Regions from separate parts of the Mus musculus genome. Here region 1 is linked to region 2. Evidence: chromatin contacts called from public Hi-C data. All regions are on one chromosome and are shown on one strand. Each heading gives the region's core, a stretch centred on a gene start, on an enhancer-like site or on the middle of the called end of the contact. The rest is flanking DNA. Distances are from core to core; before and after follow the strand shown.

Region 1 (3,851 bases), core at 628-3,127, 38 kb before region 2:
CATCTTTTCTGACTAAATCCGTCAATCCTCTGCTGTATATGTGTTAGGGGCTTCATATTAACTGGTGTAGGCTACCTGCTTGGTGTTCCAATATCTGAATGATCTCCAAGGTCCAGGTTAATTGAGACTGCTGGTCCTCCTCACCTTCTACCAGCCTTCCCTAATTCAACAACAGGGGTCAGCAGCTTCAGATATCCTTCTTTTGTTTCTGATATTAGTGAAAATGCTTGCAGGTTTTTCCCATTTAAGATCATATTGGTGATACATCTCCTATATGTAGTCTGTATTATGCTGGAGTATGTTTCTTCTACCACCAGTTTTTGTTGATGTTTGTTTTTTGTTTTATCATGAAGAGATGTTCTCTAGTTCATTCAGGAGCTTATGTCCTCTTTGATTTTTTTAAGCATTCTTATAATTATTTTTTTGGCTTACTCTGGAATTAAATCTAATTCAATCTAAGTGGAATATCTCACCATGACACTATGTATTTGCAACCAAGTCTGGCTTTCATTTTTCCCTCTTTCTTATGCATCTGCAAGATTTAAGCACTTGGGTTTTTGTAGTTGGTTGGGTTTTTTCTTTAAGAAGCATATTCTTTTACTGGAAGTCACTGTAACATTCAAGAGCGTCTAGACTGTGGTAGAGTTGAGGTGTCTTTCTGCTTTACTACATTAGGACTGTGGGTCAGAAGCTAAACCCTCAGTGCACCAGACATGATCTCCAGTAGCATTCTAAGATTAGAACACTAACTGAAACAACCCCAGACAACAGATAAATTCATTGCGACCACTGTCAATTATACATAATTCTACTCTATCAAGCAAAAAAAGAATAAAGGTGCAGGAGAATGTGATATGTACTAAGATACTTATTGTAAGGGTAAGAATGAAAGGAAAATTGGCTGGGTAAGACTAGGGATCAATATTATAGTAATGGTTAAAAATAAAGAAGACCAGGTAAAAGGAAGTTGGGTCAGGATATCATTAGGGCAAGTAGTTTAAAAATTATTAGTGCTATAGATACTTATATAGTAGAAGTGAAAATATGACTGGAAGGATAAAACAAAGAGCAAATGAGATATGAGAAAGAAAGTTACATGTATTGTATGTAAATAACAGAAAGAACACAACAGAATAGGTATAGAATGGAATGGAATAATCACACAATCTAATTGAGCAATTAAAAAATAGAATGAATCAAGGGATGTTTTTTCACTTGCCATGATAAAATATCATGACCAAAACAACTTATATATTTTGACTTATGGTTCTAGATAAGAGTCCATTATGGAAAAGAAACAACTGTAGCAGAAAACTGAGACCTTAAGTATTCAACCTCAGTCATGAAGCAGAGAAAGTAAGTGGAAATAGGGTAAAACTATGAGCTCTGAAAGTCCACCCTAGTGACATACTTCCTCTGTCAGATCCATACACTCCAAACCTCCCTAAACAGCACAACTAACTGGGAGCCAAGAATACAAGTCCTGGAATCTATAGGGAATGTTTCTCATTTAAACAACCACAGTAAATGAAAATTTAAAACAAATAAAAGCCAAAGTGACAGACAAAGCTTCAGTCAATATCCCATCCTTGGTAAGATGAATGTTAGATCCATCTTCTCCATTAGATATTTTCCAGAGCAAATCATAATGATGAGAGACTTGCTATTCATGTATCCAGATGAAACCTGATATACATGATTGGTCAATATTGTTTTATGCTGTATTTCTGCATAGACATCAGGATGGGTGAGTCATTGTTCTGGAGTTTCTCAGACATTTGTATAAAGTGTTGTCACTGGAGTACCTCACCCACTGATGAGCAAGATCTTTACACTTCCCTGAGTGAAACTCAGCACCCATGGCTCTGAAGTAGCTATGCCCTATTTACTTTTTGTCTGGACATGCTCATCTGACTAATGTTTGGATTGCTCCAAAGTTTCACTCAGTACGTCAGTGGCTTGCATGGAATATTCATAAGGTTCTCTGGGCCTCACACTGTTGGTGGGAAGAAGAAGGTTTGAAGATTTAAGGGCATCATGCTGCATCATTGTCTCTCTAACTGCTTTCTTCCAAGCTGAGCAGCTTAATTGAAGAGTTTCTCTTAGGATCTGTTCCTTCCTTACTCCAGTATTATAGGCAGTAATGAGACATGGCTCCCTGTGGGTGGACTGTCACCCAGAATCGCATCCTCTCTACATGTCTTATAGGTCTTTTGTTTTCACATCTACAGAATTTTCCATTTCTCTCTTTTCTGGTAAGTCCAGTTCCCCCTCTTCCCTGCCACTTTGTTTAGTGTTCCAGGTTAGTCTGTGAATTCGCTTATAAAGTACCCATTCAATATTTCTGTATTTTATCAAGTTTCTTCCAGTCTGAAAATTAATGTAATGCTCTGTTGCCATTTCACACTTTTCTTCACTTTTTGGAGTCACAGATCAGATCTTCCCATTCAGCTTTACCACAGCATAGGAAAGTGCTGCCTATGCCTACCTGGCTACCTTTCTTCTCTCTATGACATTCTCATCATTTCAGAATCTATCTGGGCCCAGCAGGCTGAGCCAGACTTTGAGCACTATCCCAGCATGTCAGGTCAGTAAGCTGGCAGCTGAGGTGCTCTGCTACTCCTCACTTATGTCTAATGGGATATTGATTTTTCCCCCAATCCCAGCAGGCTCTCCCAAGAAATCAATATCTTACTCGCAGGGAAGCAGACGGAGATGAAATGGAAGGCCTTGAGATAAGGCTGTCACCAACAAATCAAGAATGCTTAAAAGATGGCAAACAAGACACCATCGGAGAAGGCAAAGCACCACAAAACAGGGGACAAACAAAGTCCATACAGAAAACAATAAAGTAACACAAGGAGGGAGAAGGCAAACAGGTCTTAACAATGAAGTCCTCCTGAAGCAGGGAAAACCCTTGTCATGGCTAGAAAGTAGAGACACTGGTTCTGACAGAGGAGGACAAGCTTTTGTCTACTCTGGTTTGTTTTTGTTTTTGTTGTTAGTTTGTTTTTAAGTCAGAAATTAACAAAGAAAGCATGAAGATGAATCAACAGTAACAAGTTTTAGTCCCAGCTCTGACGCTCACCAGCTTGGTCACTGAGAGTAAAGTACTCATATACTGCTACGCTTTATTTCCCACATTATAAAATTAAGACAAAATACTAATTTTTAAAAAAAAATGCAGCAATTAAGTTATGTATTAACCAGGTTTGGAATGAATAAACACCAACAAGTCGACAAAGAGCATGCACACATTCCAGTTAAGGATGACAGGATAATGAAACGTGTCTGTTTCTTTTCTTTACCAATATTCTGAAGAAATTAACTGCAAGTAATAGAATATATGAAATAGCATCTTAATGATTAAAAGAATAAGAAAATGTGATTTCATGAGATTTTGACATAGTTTTAGGAATCTAGAGGAAATAGAAAATTGTTAGTTCTAGCATGGAGATAGTATAAATTAAAGCTTGTGTAGGGGAAGATGATAGGCAAAAGAAATGTCATGCCCACAGTACTTAGCCATCTCTAGAATTGTATTTTAAGGGCAGCTGAAATCAGAGGGACTGAGGGAAAGAATGAGGCCCTCCATTCCTTCTCCATAACATACCAGCAACACCTGTAACATATACAGTGTGAATCATCTATACTTATATCTTCCAAATAGCCTGAAAATAAATGAATAGAAAGCTTAATCAAAATGAATACAATAAAATAAAAATGTAAAAATGCTTCGAAATTATATGGAAAAATGAAAAGTTCACAGACTTAAATGAAGTAATACCAAATCATCATGGACATTATAAAAAAAAGAATAAAGAAAAGATAGAAAACTATCGTGTGTGTGT
Region 2 (3,789 bases), core at 688-3,187:
AACGTGCAGCGACAGAGGGCCCAGGTACACAGTGAAAAGCTCAAAAGGCTCTACTTGATGCAATCTCCAAGTCTCTAATAGCTCATGCTTCTCTAGAACTGCCAAAGACTCCAAACCATGAACCTAGCTACACCAACTAACCTTATCTCAAGACCAGCAAGCTCATGGCTACAGAAGCGAATGCATCTCAAGACTGTACATGTCCTTTGAGGAATTTTCCTTCTTAGTGCCCATCTCAAGTCCTGGCAAAGTGTTTCCAGGGAAATGCACTAGTTCAAATGAGCACATCTTTTGAAAAAGAACTGCTTCTTTTCAATCCAGAGCTTATCAAAGGCTTCTTGGTACTGTGGGCTATGAAGAGAGATTAAGTAGGGTTATTTGAAAGGGATCATGGAAAATCTCATTGGAGTTTAAAACTCCAAAGCAAGAAGATTCTTGAGCTGTCGCTGCCTAGCCATTTGCAGCTTAAAATGCTACTGCTTTGGTGAGTTAGCATCTAGAATGCTAGGCATGCCCAGGTTACAAGCAGCCAGGTAGGACCCAGTATTGAGCACTAACTATAGCCTGCCTCAGTCTTTATTGTGGCTAGGAGCTGGTAGAAGCTGTTAGTCAAACTCTGATTTCATACTTTAGATTTCTCAAAAAATACACCAAGATCAAATCAAGGAATCTTAAAGCAAACGACATTAACATCACCATAACCCCGACCCTTGCCTCTAGGGAGGCAGAGGCAAGTGGGTCTCTATGAGGTCAAGGTCAGCTTGATATAGGTTAGCAGAGTTACATGACGGGACCCTGTCTCCGTTTTGTTTTTGTTTTTGTGGTTTTTTTTTTAATGTTTTCCTAAAAAACATACACAGTCTCCTGTTTGAAATGGAAAGTGAAGAAGAGATAGCCAAGGATGGAGGGAGACGGAAGAGAGATGGGGAAGAGGGGAGTGGAGTGAGAAGAGATAGTTCGTTCTAGATGTATACAAATTTAGCATCTCAAATTTTTCTGACTGAAGAGGCCAATAAGCAAGGAGATGATAGTAGTGAGATTTGAAAGAAACTAAATTCCTAAGATAATCCTGCTCCTTCTTAAATTTCCTAGGGGCTTCCCCTCTAAACACGAAGGATGAAAGCCACGTGAGATACTCTGGGCCAAGTCGCGGCTACCTGTGTCCAGAAAAGGACTAGAATGAAACAAGAATGCGACTACAATCTCCTTGTGAGTCCAGGCGACAGCCTTCTCTGCACCCAAGAATCCCAGGAGAAAGTGGTTCGCTTTCTCACAGCCAGTGAGAGCCAGCGAAGTTATCTAGAAGTTACAGGTAGAGTGGGGACGACTCCAACAGAAACAACAGCAAAAGAAAAAAAAAAAAAAAAAAAAGGAAAGAAAGAAAAGAAAACACTTCCATTTCTTTGAAATCAGGTTTCCAAGCCATTAAGCCAAACTTTCCAAGAGTGGAGCGCCCAGGCGATCCGGATCTCCTGCTTGATTGCACTCAAGGGTCCCGGGACTGGAACCGACTGAAAAGTCATTTTCCACTCCCCGAACCTTCACCCCCGAACTCCTCACTGGCTCACTCCACCCTCACCCGTTGCGCGCTGCTCTGATCGCTCACCAGCAATGTCCCAGAGCTGCAAGCGCACCACCGTCTCTGGGTCCCAGTGGAGCACCTTCAGCGCGAAGTCCACACCAATGGTGGCCCGGTAGTGCGAGGAGAAGTTTTGGTGCACATAGCGCTTGATAATGCTGGTCTTGCCCACACCCAGGTCGCCGATCACCAGCAGCTTGTACAGGTGCTCCTTGTGAGGTGTCTGCATCCTGGAGGCCCGCGGGTCTTGCGGAGCCTGGAGCTTGCTCTGGGAAGCACAGCCGGGGCTGGGCACCGACGGAGACCGGAGCTCTATGTGGGCGCTTAGGCTAGGCGTGCTGGCGCAGGATAGGGAGCTGGTGCGGAACTCCTCCCCCGGGTTTAATCCTCCTTCCTACTCTGCGGACTCCAGAGTGGGAGGAGACAAGAGCAACTCCTGGGACTGGAAGCTAAAGGACCCGGGACCCCAGTGCTACTGCCTGTCAAGCTGGTATTTGCACAGTGCTTTACTCCTTTCACAGAGATTTTTCTCTCGCCTCCCGTCCATGACACAAACTTATGTGGATTTTGTTTTCCACGTTCTGCCGGGGAGAGAACTGAGTGTCGAAAAATACCCAGGTCTTCTGAGGCTATTAAGCCCTGTTGCCACCCACACAGTGTTGTAAAGTTGGGGAGACCTTGAGAAACAGCAAAGCAGTAGACTTAGGTCTTCTCTGGCCCTTAGAGTTGAAAGAATTTAGGCAAACCCTTTAATCTCCTTTTGCCTGGGCTTCTATAAAGTGGTAATGCTATCTCTTAGCGCCTATTCAACTGTTAATGACCTAAAGTAGAGGCCACCTGAGAGGAAATGCTAAGGGCTTACTTTTCTTTCAGCCTCCACTCCTATCCTAAATTCTCCAAGCTGAACAACACACAAGTGGTCTTATCATTGTAAGTAGCGGCAGATGTTTATAAATCTTCTCATACACACCATTTAGTCATCCTGGAAGTCTTAAAAGTATCATTATTTTTCCTTTTACAAGTGAGGAGTCCCACTTTAGAAATGTAAAGAAAACGCCTATTTCAAATCCAGGTCTTCTTCGGTTTCAACGCCTTCTTTCTTTCTTTCTTCCTTTCTTTCTTTCTTTCTTTCTTTCTTTTTCTTTTTCTTTTTCTTTTTTTTTTTTGGGGGGGGGAGGGAAGCCATGGTTTTATTTTTATTATTGATTGATTGATTGATTGTGGTTTTTTTTTTATTAGGTATTTTCCTCGTTTACATTTCCACTGCTATCCCAAAAGTCCCCCATACCCCCCCCCCCAATCCCCTACCCACCCACTCCCGCTTTTTGGCCCTGGCGTTCCCCTGTACTGGGGCATATAAAGTTTGCAAGTCCAAAGGGCCTCTCTTTCCAGTGATGGCTGACTAGGCCATCTTTTGATACATATGCAGCTAGAGACAAGAGCTCCAGGGTTCTGGTTAGTTCATATTGTTGTTCCACATATAGGGTTTCAGTTCTCTTTAGCTCCTTGGGTACTTTCTCTAGCTCCTCCATTGGGGGCCGTGTGACCCATCCAATAGCTGACTGTGAACATCCACTTCTGCGTTTGCTAGGCCCCTGCATAGTTTCACAAGAGACAGCCATATCTGGGTCCTTATAGCAAAATCTTGCTAGTGTATGCAATGGTGTCAGCGTTTGGAAGTTGATTATGGGATGGATCCCTGGATATGGCAATCACTAGATGGTCCATCCTTTCGTCACAGCTCCAAATTTTGTCTCTGTAACTCCTTCCATGGGTGTTTTGTTCCCATTTCTAGGAAGGGGCAAAGTGTCCACACTTTGGTCTTCGTTCTTCTTGAGTTTCATGCGTTTAGCAAATTGTATCTTATATCTTGTGTATCCTAAGTTTCTGGGCTAATATCCACTTATCAGTGAGTACATATTGTACTAGTTCCTTTGTGATTGGGTTACCTCACTCAGGATGATGCCCTCCAGGTCCATCCATTTGCCTAGGAATTTCATAAATTCATTCTTTTTAATAGCTGAGTAGTAGTCCATTGTGTAAATGTACCACATTTTGTGTATCCATTCCTCTGTTGAGGGGCATCTTATTCATTCACTTAACCATTTGTTCATAGGTATCTGCCCTTTGCAGATACCCGTGTGCTTGTGGGAATAAACAAATAATCAGAGAGCCACGGCTAGATAAATGCACCTGTAAAGTAGGAAAGG

What was found. A called contact is a pair of places that touch in the nucleus more often than the background predicts.
Region 1: a contact with region 2 is called in a Hi-C map of epidermal suprabasal cells, with 2.9 times the contacts expected there. The contact joins the enhancer-like site here to the promoter of Rab38 in region 2. A contact is called at or near these places in 1 of 39 promoter capture datasets (the HPC-7 cell line), 5 of 484 Hi-C or Micro-C datasets (the HPC-5 cell line, the HPC-7 cell line, epidermal suprabasal cells and 2 more), 1 of 115 datasets of contacts at active chromatin or transcription factors (embryonic stem cells) and 1 of 9 other capture datasets (adipose tissue).

The regions. Positions count from the first base shown.
Region 1 is chr7:88,466,732-88,470,582 of GRCm38.p6, reverse strand. All of the region lies in intron 2 of Rab38 (RAB38, member RAS oncogene family), which reads right to left. Among named protein-coding and RNA genes, the nearest start is that of Rab38, 38 kb to the right of the region's middle. Within about 2 kb of position 1,877, at least 15 of the 459 cell types and tissues checked have an H3K27ac peak or open chromatin away from gene starts, as enhancers often do. A contact at or near this core is called in epidermal suprabasal cells, where this site is marked.
Region 2 is chr7:88,428,421-88,432,209 of GRCm38.p6, reverse strand. Rab38 (RAB38, member RAS oncogene family) reads right to left here and starts at 1,937. Exons shown (of 3, transcript NM_028238.7): 1 at 1,607-1,937. The coding sequence starts at 1,808.